Linked DNA regions of Rattus norvegicus: regions 1 and 2 are each linked to region 3. Evidence: chromatin contacts called from public Hi-C data. All regions are on one chromosome and are shown on one strand. The core of a region is the stretch at or near the end of the contact, and the rest is flanking DNA. Distances in the headings are between cores, read along the strand shown. Region 1 has its middle 15 kb from the start of Tnfaip8. Region 2 has its middle 26 kb from the start of Hsd17b4. Region 3 holds the start of Dtwd2 (DTW domain containing 2).

What was found. Hi-C and Micro-C count contacts between places; a contact is called where the count stands out from the background.
Region 1: a contact with region 3 is called in a Hi-C map of Schwann cells, with 5 times the contacts expected there. The contact joins the enhancer-like site here to the promoter of Dtwd2 in region 3. A contact is called at or near these places in 4 of 12 Hi-C or Micro-C datasets (the A7r5 cell line, Schwann cells, kidney and 1 more).
Region 2: a contact with region 3 is called in a Hi-C map of the Rat2 cell line, with 7 times the contacts expected there. The contact joins the enhancer-like site here to the promoter of Dtwd2 in region 3. A contact is called at or near these places in 5 of 12 Hi-C or Micro-C datasets (the A7r5 cell line, the Rat2 cell line, Schwann cells and 2 more).

What each region holds. Positions count from the first base shown.
Region 1 is chr18:45,428,442-45,431,955 of GRCr8, forward strand. It overlaps a transcript of Tnfaip8 not described here. Among named protein-coding and RNA genes, the nearest start is that of Tnfaip8, 15 kb to the right of the region's middle. Within about 2 kb of position 1,575, at least 24 of the 93 cell types and tissues checked have an H3K27ac peak or open chromatin away from gene starts, as enhancers often do. A contact at or near this core is called in Schwann cells and kidney, where this site is marked.
Region 2 is chr18:45,487,898-45,491,555 of GRCr8, forward strand. No RefSeq gene overlaps it. Among named protein-coding and RNA genes, the nearest start is that of Hsd17b4, 26 kb to the right of the region's middle. Within about 2 kb of position 2,319, at least 9 of the 93 cell types and tissues checked have an H3K27ac peak or open chromatin away from gene starts, as enhancers often do. A contact at or near this core is called in the A7r5 cell line and Schwann cells, where this site is marked.
Region 3 is chr18:45,086,479-45,089,935 of GRCr8, forward strand. It overlaps Dtwd2 (DTW domain containing 2), which reads right to left and starts at 1,941. Exons shown (of 6, transcript NM_001108431.1): 1 at 1,667-1,941. The coding sequence starts at 1,884. It overlaps LOC120098148 (a long non-coding RNA gene), which reads left to right and starts at 2,117. Exons shown (of 2, transcript XR_005496167.2): 1 at 2,117-3,457.

The sequences.
Region 1 (3,514 bases), core at 325-2,824, 340 kb after region 3:
TACAGATTAGCTATGAAGAGGCTTCAGCTGGCAGGCTGCCAGGCATGAGACGCTCCAAGCGTTGTTGTTTGTAAACCGGATATATCAACAAATGTGGCCACAGTTCACAGAATGGAATTGCTGCCTTTGCCAAGCCAGAATAGGATACTGGTTTGTATTCTGGAGCATCCAAATGTCCATGGCAGTACAGGAACAGGGTCCGTGAGACTAAGTCAGTGGGTGACCCAGATCAGCGGGTGACCTACAGCAGTACATCTCTGGAGAAGTGGTTTCAAAGCCTGGTCAGTCATGTTATTTTCCAGGGACTGTCAAGTCTCAAAGTGGTTTTGCACTTCTGTTTTGTAGTCTGATTGCAGTGCTGTTGCACACTGCTGTGGTTTACTGTACATCGGTAATCGTATTGCACCACAACTCACCTGCAGTGACTAGCTCTAGCCTCACCCCGGCAGGAACGCTGTTAGGACAGGCATTCGAGTGGTTCACAGTAAATACCAAAGTGTAAACGACTGCCAAGAAAGACACTGGCGGTCCAGAGGTTGTGGTGAACAGTGCAAGTCAGTGATTCTCAACCCTCCTAGTGCTGAGGCCTTTAGTACAGTTCCTGGTGAGCCCAACCATAAAATCATTTCCTTGCTACTGTTATGAACCATAATGTAAATATCTAATATGCAGGATATCTGAAATGTGACCCCCACCCCCAAAGAGGTTGTGACCAGCAGCGCTGGAGTTAGAAGCAGAAGAAGACTTGCCTGGCCAGTGTGGTGTCAGGGATGTAAGCCCACTGACTGTCTGTCATTGCTGAGAGATACCAGATTTCTTTTTTTGTGTTTGACTTTAGCTTCTACCTTAGATTACAAAATTGGCTGGCTCTGGAATAAGCAAGACCTCCAAAAACTTCACCCATAAATTGGAAACTTAGGGAAGGAAACTTGTGAACATCATATTTGACCTTTCGAGGCCCAAACAATTCAGAGAGGCAGAAATGGAAATCACAGTCAAAAGTGTTCTGAATATCTTTTTTTTTTTTTTCTCTTCTATTTTTCGGAGCTGGGGACCGAACCCAGGGCCTTGCGCTTGGTAGGCAAGCGCTCTACCACTGAGCTAAATCCCCAACCCGTGTTCTGAATATCTTATGCCACTCAAATAATTTGCATTGCTGCAGATCAGGAACCCCAAGCTTTTGAACTGCACTCTCCAGCTCTGTGAGTTGTCTGTTGACTGTGTCTCATTGTCTGTTCTTGGTATTAGGGAGGTGTGAGATTACTAGCCTGCCAGACCTGGGAGGGAGCCGTAATGGCTATTTTCTGTACCCAGTACTCCCCATATTCTTTTAATTTCTACATCTCTGCTTCCTCGGTGCCCCGGAGCCCTCACCTCAGCAGCAAATGAAAAAAACAAAAACAAAAAAAACCAAAAAAAACAACGAGACCAGTGAATTATTGTCAGATGTTAGTAATTCCCAGGCCCCTTCCTCCAAAGAATGCCTGTCTTTTTCAAAAGAGCCTCACAGTAGAACAGGAAGTAGGGCAAGAGTTTCATACTGAGTACTGCCTCTCTAATGAGAGTACTTCCTGTTTCGATCAGAGGCCAGCTGAGGCCTCAGGAGCTCGCTTGGGTCAGACCTACTGGACCAGCACTAACCCAGGGAAGTTGAAGGAGTTTGAGTTTGTCCTTTTTTTTCAATTATTTCAGCTCCGGCCAGAGCCCAGGCAGATCCTTGCAAGTGTGTTTTTGTAGAGATCCAGGGCACCCACTCACCTCCCGTGGCTGTCATTGGCATTAATACAACGATGGAAATTCAAATATTTTCTTTTAAAAGGCACTCCCACTCCTGGACTAAGATTGTCAGATTTAAAAAAAAAAAAAAAAAAAACAATGGAGCCTTGTAACTTTCACTTTTAGGGAAACTTGTAAATGAATGGCCTGCCATGCTTTCTCCACTAGCTTAAAGCTGGCTTGTGACACAGACCCTTTGGTTTCTATCTTTGGCCATGTGACAAAATCCTTTTTGTCAGAGCATTACCAGTGGCTTCCTCGCCAGTGAAGCCCTCCTTTCCCACTGATCACTCTGAAGTGTGTGGGTCTTTGCACGTGTTGCTAAGACCACCCAGGCCCTCCCCCCACCACCCGACCTCTTCTGCGTCCAGTCTGTCTTTTGGCTGGTCTTCCATGACGACACCACCCCCAGGTGGGATTTAGGTTCTCTGAACTTCCATGGCACCTCATTCCGTTTTGCTCTATCGGATGTCATGCTGTATGTCAGACAGTCCTTCAGCTCCTTCCTCCCTTCAACCTCTCTTTAAGGACCAACACCATAGCTGTTGGTATCTGTACCATTTTCCTGTAAGTGACGGGGGCTCTACAGATATCTCTACAGAATGGAGAAAGAGGTCAATAGAAATGGCACGTGAGAAGACGTAGCTTTCTTAAGAGCGGAGAGTGAGCCCTGGTTTCCTTGCTTAGTCTCCCTAGGCTCCTTTGATATACAGTTGAAGCTGAGAGGCACCTGGCCCTGATGGAAAAGACAGGACATCCTGGCCACTGGCATTCAACACCCAATCAAGAGCAACTAGGTCTACATTGCTTGTATGAAATCAAGAGTGGCTATTGATGATAACTGAATACACTCTGAGGTTCAGACCAGAAGCAAAATGGAGAGTTCATTGCTGGGGAGGCCAAGCAAAGTGCTGGCAATTGAATTGATCTGTGTGTGGAGGAAGAGCATGGATATCTGATTGACAGTTGGAGAGGCACACAGTTAGGAGTCTCCCAGCAGTGTACATACAAGATCATGTCCGCAGTGGTGAATTTTCTGGACTGTTTAAGGCATGTTTGAGGTAAATTTTAACTGTGTATAACTTTACCTTATGGATCTGAGAGCTCAGTGTCCCTCATCACCCCTCTAAAACACAATTACTCTATACCGTGTATTGGAATATGCCGTCTAAAAGAACATTTAGAAGCAAAGGGAAATCCTGATCAGTCAATTGAATTCTGATCGTTTTGTTACTTGGCATTGGGCCAGAATGATTTCCTATGTGTAAAGACAATGGAAAAAGGTCACCATTATTAGTTTTGGGGGTTGAATGTTGGACTTTATGTTGTATAAGTGTCTGATTAACTATAGCCTACTTGATCAAAAAAGTATTTTCCTGGATCTGGACAGACGGCTCAGTAGTTAAGAGCATTGATTGTTCTTCCAAAGGAATCTGGGTTTGATTTCCAGCACCCCATGGTGGCTCACAACTAGCTGTAACTTGAGTTCCAGGGGCTCAAACAGTGTCTTCTGAACCTCCCCTGCGCACACGTGGTACATAGTCATCCATGAAGGCAAAACCACCCATTCACATAAAATAAGGTAATAATTCTTGAAAGTGTGCCCTACAGACTTTGGTGAAGAGTGGATATTTGTTTCATTTCACAAGACTGAGAGCTGCCCGGAAGCTTTGTTTACATGGGCAGCCAGTTGGAGAAGAGGCTGAAGCTCCTCCCACACGGGTTCCTAGCACCCCTC
Region 2 (3,658 bases), core at 1,069-3,568, 400 kb after region 3:
TTTTTTAATATTTTTTTAACTTACACAGAGCCCACCAACATGGAAGACTTAACTGTATACTGAAGCAGGGAGTGTGCTGCCATTTTTAGGAATCTTCTGAAAACCATTATCTTGTTAGTCTTTTGTTTGAAAAATATGCATTTCCAGGTCAGTTAAAATGTCATGATTAGCAAGGTATTTCCTGATGCATGTAGGTTCCCTCTTTGTATGAGTAGCAGGCTTTTGGCAGGAAGGGCTGGAACTGGAAAGAATTTGAACAAGCTTAGGGTAGATAATTCTGAGCCAAGCTAATGCTTTTTGAGATCTTATATGTCGTCGTTTTCTCTCTCCCCCCTCCCCCTCCCCCTCACCTCTCTCCTCTCTCCCCCCTCCCCCTCACCTCTCCCCCCTCCCCCTCCCCCTCCCCCTCACCTCTCTCCTCTCTCCCCCTCACCTCTCTCCTCTCTCCCCCTCCCCCTCACCTCTCTCCTCTCTCCTCCTCACCTCTCTCCTCTCTCCCCCTCCCCCTCACCTCTCTCCTCTCTCCCCCCTCCCCCTCCCCCTCACCTCTCTCCCCCCTCCCTCTTTCCCACAAAGTCTGATTTTGTAAACCAGCCTGGCCTCAAAATCATGACATTCCTGCCTCAGCTTCCCAAGTGCTAGCATTATACATGTGTACTACTGTATGTGTTCTTAGCCTTTTTCTTCTAAATGATGTCTTTTTAGATTTCATTTTCAAACGAAATGTGTTAGGAATACGCTGGTGGTTTTTCTGAAAAAAGTATGAGCTATATAATAAGTAAATGATAATCCATATTGGCAATTAACATTTATAATATGGCTTTCATATGCCAGTCATACTCACACAATAACCCCTCCAAAATCTTCATTACTTTGCAAATGAGGAAACAGAGGCAAGGGAAATACAGTTTTTCTTAAGGTCACAGTTAAGGATCACAGTTATGCTATCAGTTCAGTGTACCCTCGCCTGTATTTAAATGTAGCATCTCTAAAAGCAATAATAAGTGTATTGTCTCAGAGAAGAGGTTTTTATGCCTCAGAAAAAAACTTTCAAGTAATGCCCTTTTTAGACCAAATTTAAATCACTGCAGGTCTGACCTATTCTCAAAGATCTGGGTCTAATATTATACAAAGGCATTTTCAATGTTACAGCATGGGTTCTAATTTGAAGGCATGGTGTGGCTCAGATTTCTGTCTCTTGTGCCTCGACTCAAGGTGCTCACAATTAAGTTGGGGCTCATGAGGGGAGGCGCCCCTCCCCAGACAGCCTTTGGAGGAGGCATAGCACTCTGCCCTCACCAAGGCAGTCCCCCATTGTGTGCCAAGGAGAAGTATGGCATCCGTTCAAAGTGTCAACTTTATTTCCAGGTTTGGAGGTAGAAAACTGTTTTAGACAAGTACGATTAAGAACATACTCTTGTGTTTTTCTGATTGTTAGGCTTGTGTGTACAACTCAGTTTGTGACAAAGAAAAGCACTTATGAGAAACCTTAATGGCATAGAAATGTCCCTGTTGCAGGGTCTCATTCGTGATTTCTCTGGAAAGCTCCCCACCCCACTCTGTTAATACACGTGTCAAACGAAAACCTACAAAGCTTAATCTTCTGATAGGTTCCTGAGCTCACCCACCCCACCCCATGGTTAAGATGATACTTGTTATTGCTTGAACTTCACAGGTTGGGGTTTTTTTTTGTTTGTTTGTTTGTTTGTTTCCACCAAGAGTTTTAAATGCCCCTAGAGATGTTTGATGGGTTATCTATGAGCTAAGTTATAATTGAACAAACCCACCTTGAAAAACAGATAAATGAAAGGTCAGCACAGTCTGAAATATTTGTAGGGGAAATATTTGTAGGGCTGACATATTTGTAGGGCTGACATATTTGTAGGGCTGACATATTTGTAGGGCTGACATATTTGTAGGGCTGACATATTTGTAGGGCTGACATATTTGTAGGGCTGACATATTTGTGGGGAAGTTAAGGCTTATCCAGTCGCCAGAAAATTAAAATATTCTAATGGAACAGCACGTTGGCAGGAATAATAGTGTTTAAATATTGTTGTCAGGCTTGAACCTCCACACATGCATTTTCTGAATTAGTCGAACTTATCATTGATAAATTACACACCTGAGCAGAAACCTCTAAGTAACTTAAATCCAAGGCAGTTTTAGAACTCTTATTTGACAGATAAAATTTTATCTTAGCTCTGACGCAGTTTCATTTTCTGTAATTGAAGTAACAAGTACAAAGCTCTCTTTATAAAGATCATATATCAAACGTAGGGACTGGAGAGATGACTCATGGTTTGAGAGTATATACTGCTTTTACAGAGAACCAGAGTTCAGCCCTCAGCTCACAGTGGCCTGTGATTCCAGCTCCAGAGGAAAGAAACGCCTCTGGCCTTCACTGGCACCAGTATTCGTGTATATACACCCACATAAGCATATGCACATCCATTTAAAAATAAATCTTAACAACAACAACAACAACAACAAAAAGAAGCCCATGCGCTAAGGTGGGAAGTCTCAGGACTTTGGGAACTAGAGGCAGTAATAGCAGGAGTTCAAACACATAGTGAATTCATGGTTCATGGCCTGCCTGCACTGTGAGGCTCTGCTTGAAAAGAAGAAAAAGAAAAGAAACCTTTATACAACCCCCTAATGAAAACACTGAAACAGTAATCAGAAAAAAAATGAGTCAGCTTTTGCTTCTGACATGGTACAATAGGAAAATCTATGCTTATAATTAATTACACATTACCATCTCCACCAAGTGTTGAACAGCTATGTCTCTTTTACTCTGGTGTCCTTGGGGACACTTATGTATGGCCCAGAACCAAGGGGACCTTTTTACCTCAGGGAAACTCTTGAAAGAGAAACACTGTGTGTAAGACTCTTCTCTGTCTTGCCTAAGAAGCATTCGTTCACTCAGTGTGAGCCTTGAAGTCCAGGTCATGGGCTATGTCACTGCTACATGCTCTCTGCAGAGCATGGAGAGGAGGTGGACATGCCAGGCAGCAGTCCCAGCTGCGGAGGAAAGCGTCTGTGCTTTGGAAAATTCTCTGCACATGCAGAGAACCCAACTCTGTTTTCACCAAAGTTCCACGCGATCTTTGTACGATCAGGCAGCCAGTGAGTCACCCCTCGTCCTTCCTGGGTAACAGAATTCTGCCCTCTCTACTCTCTGCTACATAATTCTGGTTTTGACTTGGGAAAATAAAATGACTGATCAGGCACTCGCAGTCCAATGTTAACACAAGGGGAAAATACTTGAATTGGGGCCAGCGAGATGGCTTAGCAGCTAAATCAGTGGTTCTCACCCTTCCTAATGCTTGACCCTTTGACACAGTTCCTCATATTGTGGTGACCCCCAGCCATAAAATTATTTTCGTTGCTACTCCATAACCGAAATTTTGCTACTGTTATGAATTGTAAATATCTGATATGCAGGATACCTGATATGTGACCCCCCCCAAGGGGGTCACGATGCAAAATTGAGAACCACTGAGCTAAATGCACTTGTAGCCAAGCCTGAAGGCCTGTGTTTGGACCCTGGAAGCTACATGATAAAAGGAGGAACTGACTCTCACAAGTTGTTCTCTGACCCCCAGAAAATACGTGCACACGAACAATTTTTTTTAGTTTAATATCTGATTTTTTA
Region 3 (3,457 bases), core at 691-3,190:
GAGACAGCCTGGAGGTCACCTGGGCTATTAGCCACCTCTGGTCCTGGTTGTGGGAGCTTGGAAAGCCTCTGGACAATGGGTCACTTAGATTACTATCCACCTCTAGTCCTGGCCCAACCGAAAATGCAGATCACCAGGCTATTAACCACCTACAGCTCCCAGCCTTCTGGAAGACCAGGTTTAGATCTTTTTCATCGAAAAGACAATCCTGTGTTTTAGCAACTAGTTGAAGGACCTCCATGCTCCCAACAGAAAACCCCAGCATTTAGAGTTTGAGGAGAGGCAAGGGAAACTGGACCAATGAAGTGATCTAAATCTAAGAAGAACTAAAGAAAGCACATGTGACAGTGTTTACAGATGCTGAACTGATCTACTAGCTAATCTGGCAAAGATCCACTGCGTTTTATCTCATGAAGGTTATTGGCAGCTGAAGCAAAAGCCATTTCAGGGCATTATTCGACAGGCAGCTAACTGCAGAATGACTATGAGGCAAGGAAGCAGAGGCCTTAGTTGGGATCTGAAATGGGTACACACACATACACCAAGGGCCGTGTCAAAGTCTTATGGCAGTACTGAAAGAGGTGGGCTCGGCAGAGGAAGTTAGGTCATCAGGTGGGACACTGGGTCCCTTTCTGTAGTCCTCATCGATTCTGTGCACAGTGACCTTTGCAGCACTGCAGACCCAATATAACCAAGCTGCAGATTCTGAAACCCTGAACCCAAATAAAATTTCTCCTTCTAAGCTGAATTCCTCAGGTACCAAGAGAAGAGAAAGCTGACCGATATTTAATAATTAACAAAAGGGGCAACAGTAACCAGGGACATACCAGATGTTTCTTAAGTGCTGAGATTAAACGTGCAGCTGAGCGCACCAATGCACTGACGTGGCCCCCAAAGGAATAAGCAGGTATGCTGTGAACAGCCAGCCCTGGTTGTTACTGTCCACCCAAAAGCCTCTGCAAAAGCCTCTAAGTGTCCAGCGGGCGTGAGGCCACGCTTCATTTATTCTTCGCTGCATTTCTAACACCTAGAACACGCAGCAAGCTAGCAGACACACAGAACTTCAGCTTAACAAAATCTTTTTTGAAACAGGGTCTCATACAACCAGGCTAACCTCTAACTTCCTAGGTATCTGAGAATGACCTTGAACTTCCGATCTTTCTGCCTTCACTTCCAAAGTACTCGGCTAATAAACCGGGTTTTCAGTAAATACCGCCAAGTAAATTCAAAATATTCAACACAGGCTGCTCTATTACTCTCCGCCAACCCATCTCTCCAACAACCGATATTATGATGACAAGCCCACCTAAGCATCGTTAAGTATTAATGCCATTACGCCTCCAGAATTCCTTTTATGAAAGACTGAAGTTTCTTGGAAAAAGAACTAAGTCTTGCTGGGCTTGGTGGCACACACCTTTGATCCACAAACAAGTTGTTCCAGGACAACCTGGGCTCTATTACACAGAAAAACCATGTCTCAAAATAAATAAATTAATTAATTAATTTTTAAAAAAGTAAATCTTGCAGAAAGTCGGGGTTAAATAATCATGGCCCTGCCTGAAAAGTTCTTGCTTTGGCAGACACAATCGGAGTCCGCCTGGCCGGCAGGGGGCGCCGCAGCTCCCGGGACCCGCAGGCGTAGGCCCCGCCCCGGCTCCGCGCTCACCTGCAGCGGCTGCACTCCGGCCTGCGCTCCGCGTGCTCCACCGGCAGCCCCCACAGCCCGTCTGCACTCGTGCTGTCCCCCAATGCGCCCGCGGGAGGCGCCGCCAGCCGCGCACCGCCCTCGGACCGCTCCTCTTCACCCGGCGTCGGTAATCCCCAGGCGCCAGAAGGCCGAGGCGCAGACTCCCCGAGCGTTCGCGCCTCTTCCTGCGGCTCCATGGGTGGTGTTAAGAGTCAGGCCGTCGCATTGAGGGAGCGCCGCCGCCGGAGGGCGCCACGAGCTGAGGAAAGGGGTCTGCGTACGCACGTCACGTAAGGGGCAGGCCTCAGAGGTGACGTGAGGTCCCGCCCCGTTGCAGAAAGACAAGGAGCCCATTGGTGTGTTGTGGTGCTTCTACAGGCCGGAAGGAGATTGTGAGCGTAGTGGCTGCGCGGGTGAGATTAAACACAGGTGATAGGAGTCGCCTCCGGAAGCTAGTTTGCAATTGTTTGTGTTTAAAAGATAACGGGTGGGTTGGGGATTTAGCTCAGCGGTAGAGCGCTTGCCTAGCAAGCTCAAGGCCCTGGGTTCGGTCCCCAGCTCCGAAAAAACAAAAAACAAAAATAACGGGAAATTCTAGGCAGCATCGCCGGGTTCTAGGTACGCGCAGGCTCAGCCCTGTGTCAACTCGCGACATTAATGGCCAAAGGCTGCAAAGGAGCGATTTGTTTGTTTTTTGTTTTTTTGTTTTTTTGCAGCCACTGAAAACCGGTCCAGTGACAATGTGAGCTCTTGTGCCCCGCTAGCCATCGGGCCTACCATCTTCCATTTCACAGCAAATAATTGTTAAATTGTGTGTTGAACCCCCCAAGCGTCCTGGAACCAAGCAATAAGAACTGGCTGCTATATACATTGTATGGTTGAGGAAAAAACACTGCAAACAAGCACTGCTTACCCAAGTTCTCACAACATCTGGGTAACACAAGAAACACAGCTTTTAAAAGTTATAACTTTTGCTTGTTGTTTTTTTTTTTTTTCCTTTTTCTTTTTTTCGGAGCTGGGGACCGAACCCAGGGCCTTACGCTTGCTAGGCAAGCGCTCTACCACTGAGCTAAATCCCCAACCCCAAAAGTTATAACTTTTAAGAGAAGTAGAAATGTTAATTACGGGAAATGTATTTGTTAATGCTTATTAATGTTAATTCTACCAATATACATTTAAACAAGGAAGCTAGGCTTTCATCAGTCCTCCTAGTTGTTTTGCATTAACGCCTGCATTGAACCTCTACTTAATAGACTAGATTTAACCAGGAGTACTAAAAACAAATACTGTATTTCTTTTTTTTTTTTTTTAAGATTTATTTTATTTATGTAAGTACACTGTAGCTGTCTTCAGACACACCAGAAGAGGGCATCAGATCCCATTACAGATGGTTGTGTACCACTATGTGATTGCTGGGAATTGAACTCAGGACCTGTGGAAGAGCAGTCAGTGCTCTTAACTGCTGAGCCATCTCTCCGAGAGCCCAATACTGTATTTCATATAGTTTATTTTAGCGTTAGATTTTCCAGTCACCTTAAAGTCAAATTGATGAGTAGTGTACAGAAGTGTATTTTAAGCTACCCTTAATTCTTTTTTTTCCTAAAAACAATATCCTTTTATTGAGTATTAGCTTTAAAAGAAGGGGAAAAGGCTGAACTGTCTGGGACAGAGGTAGGGTAGGAAACAAAGTGGCATGTATATCTGTTAGAATTAGGAAATGAATAAAACTCAGGAACTAGGAAAGAGGGCAAATCAGAAAATAAAGAAATC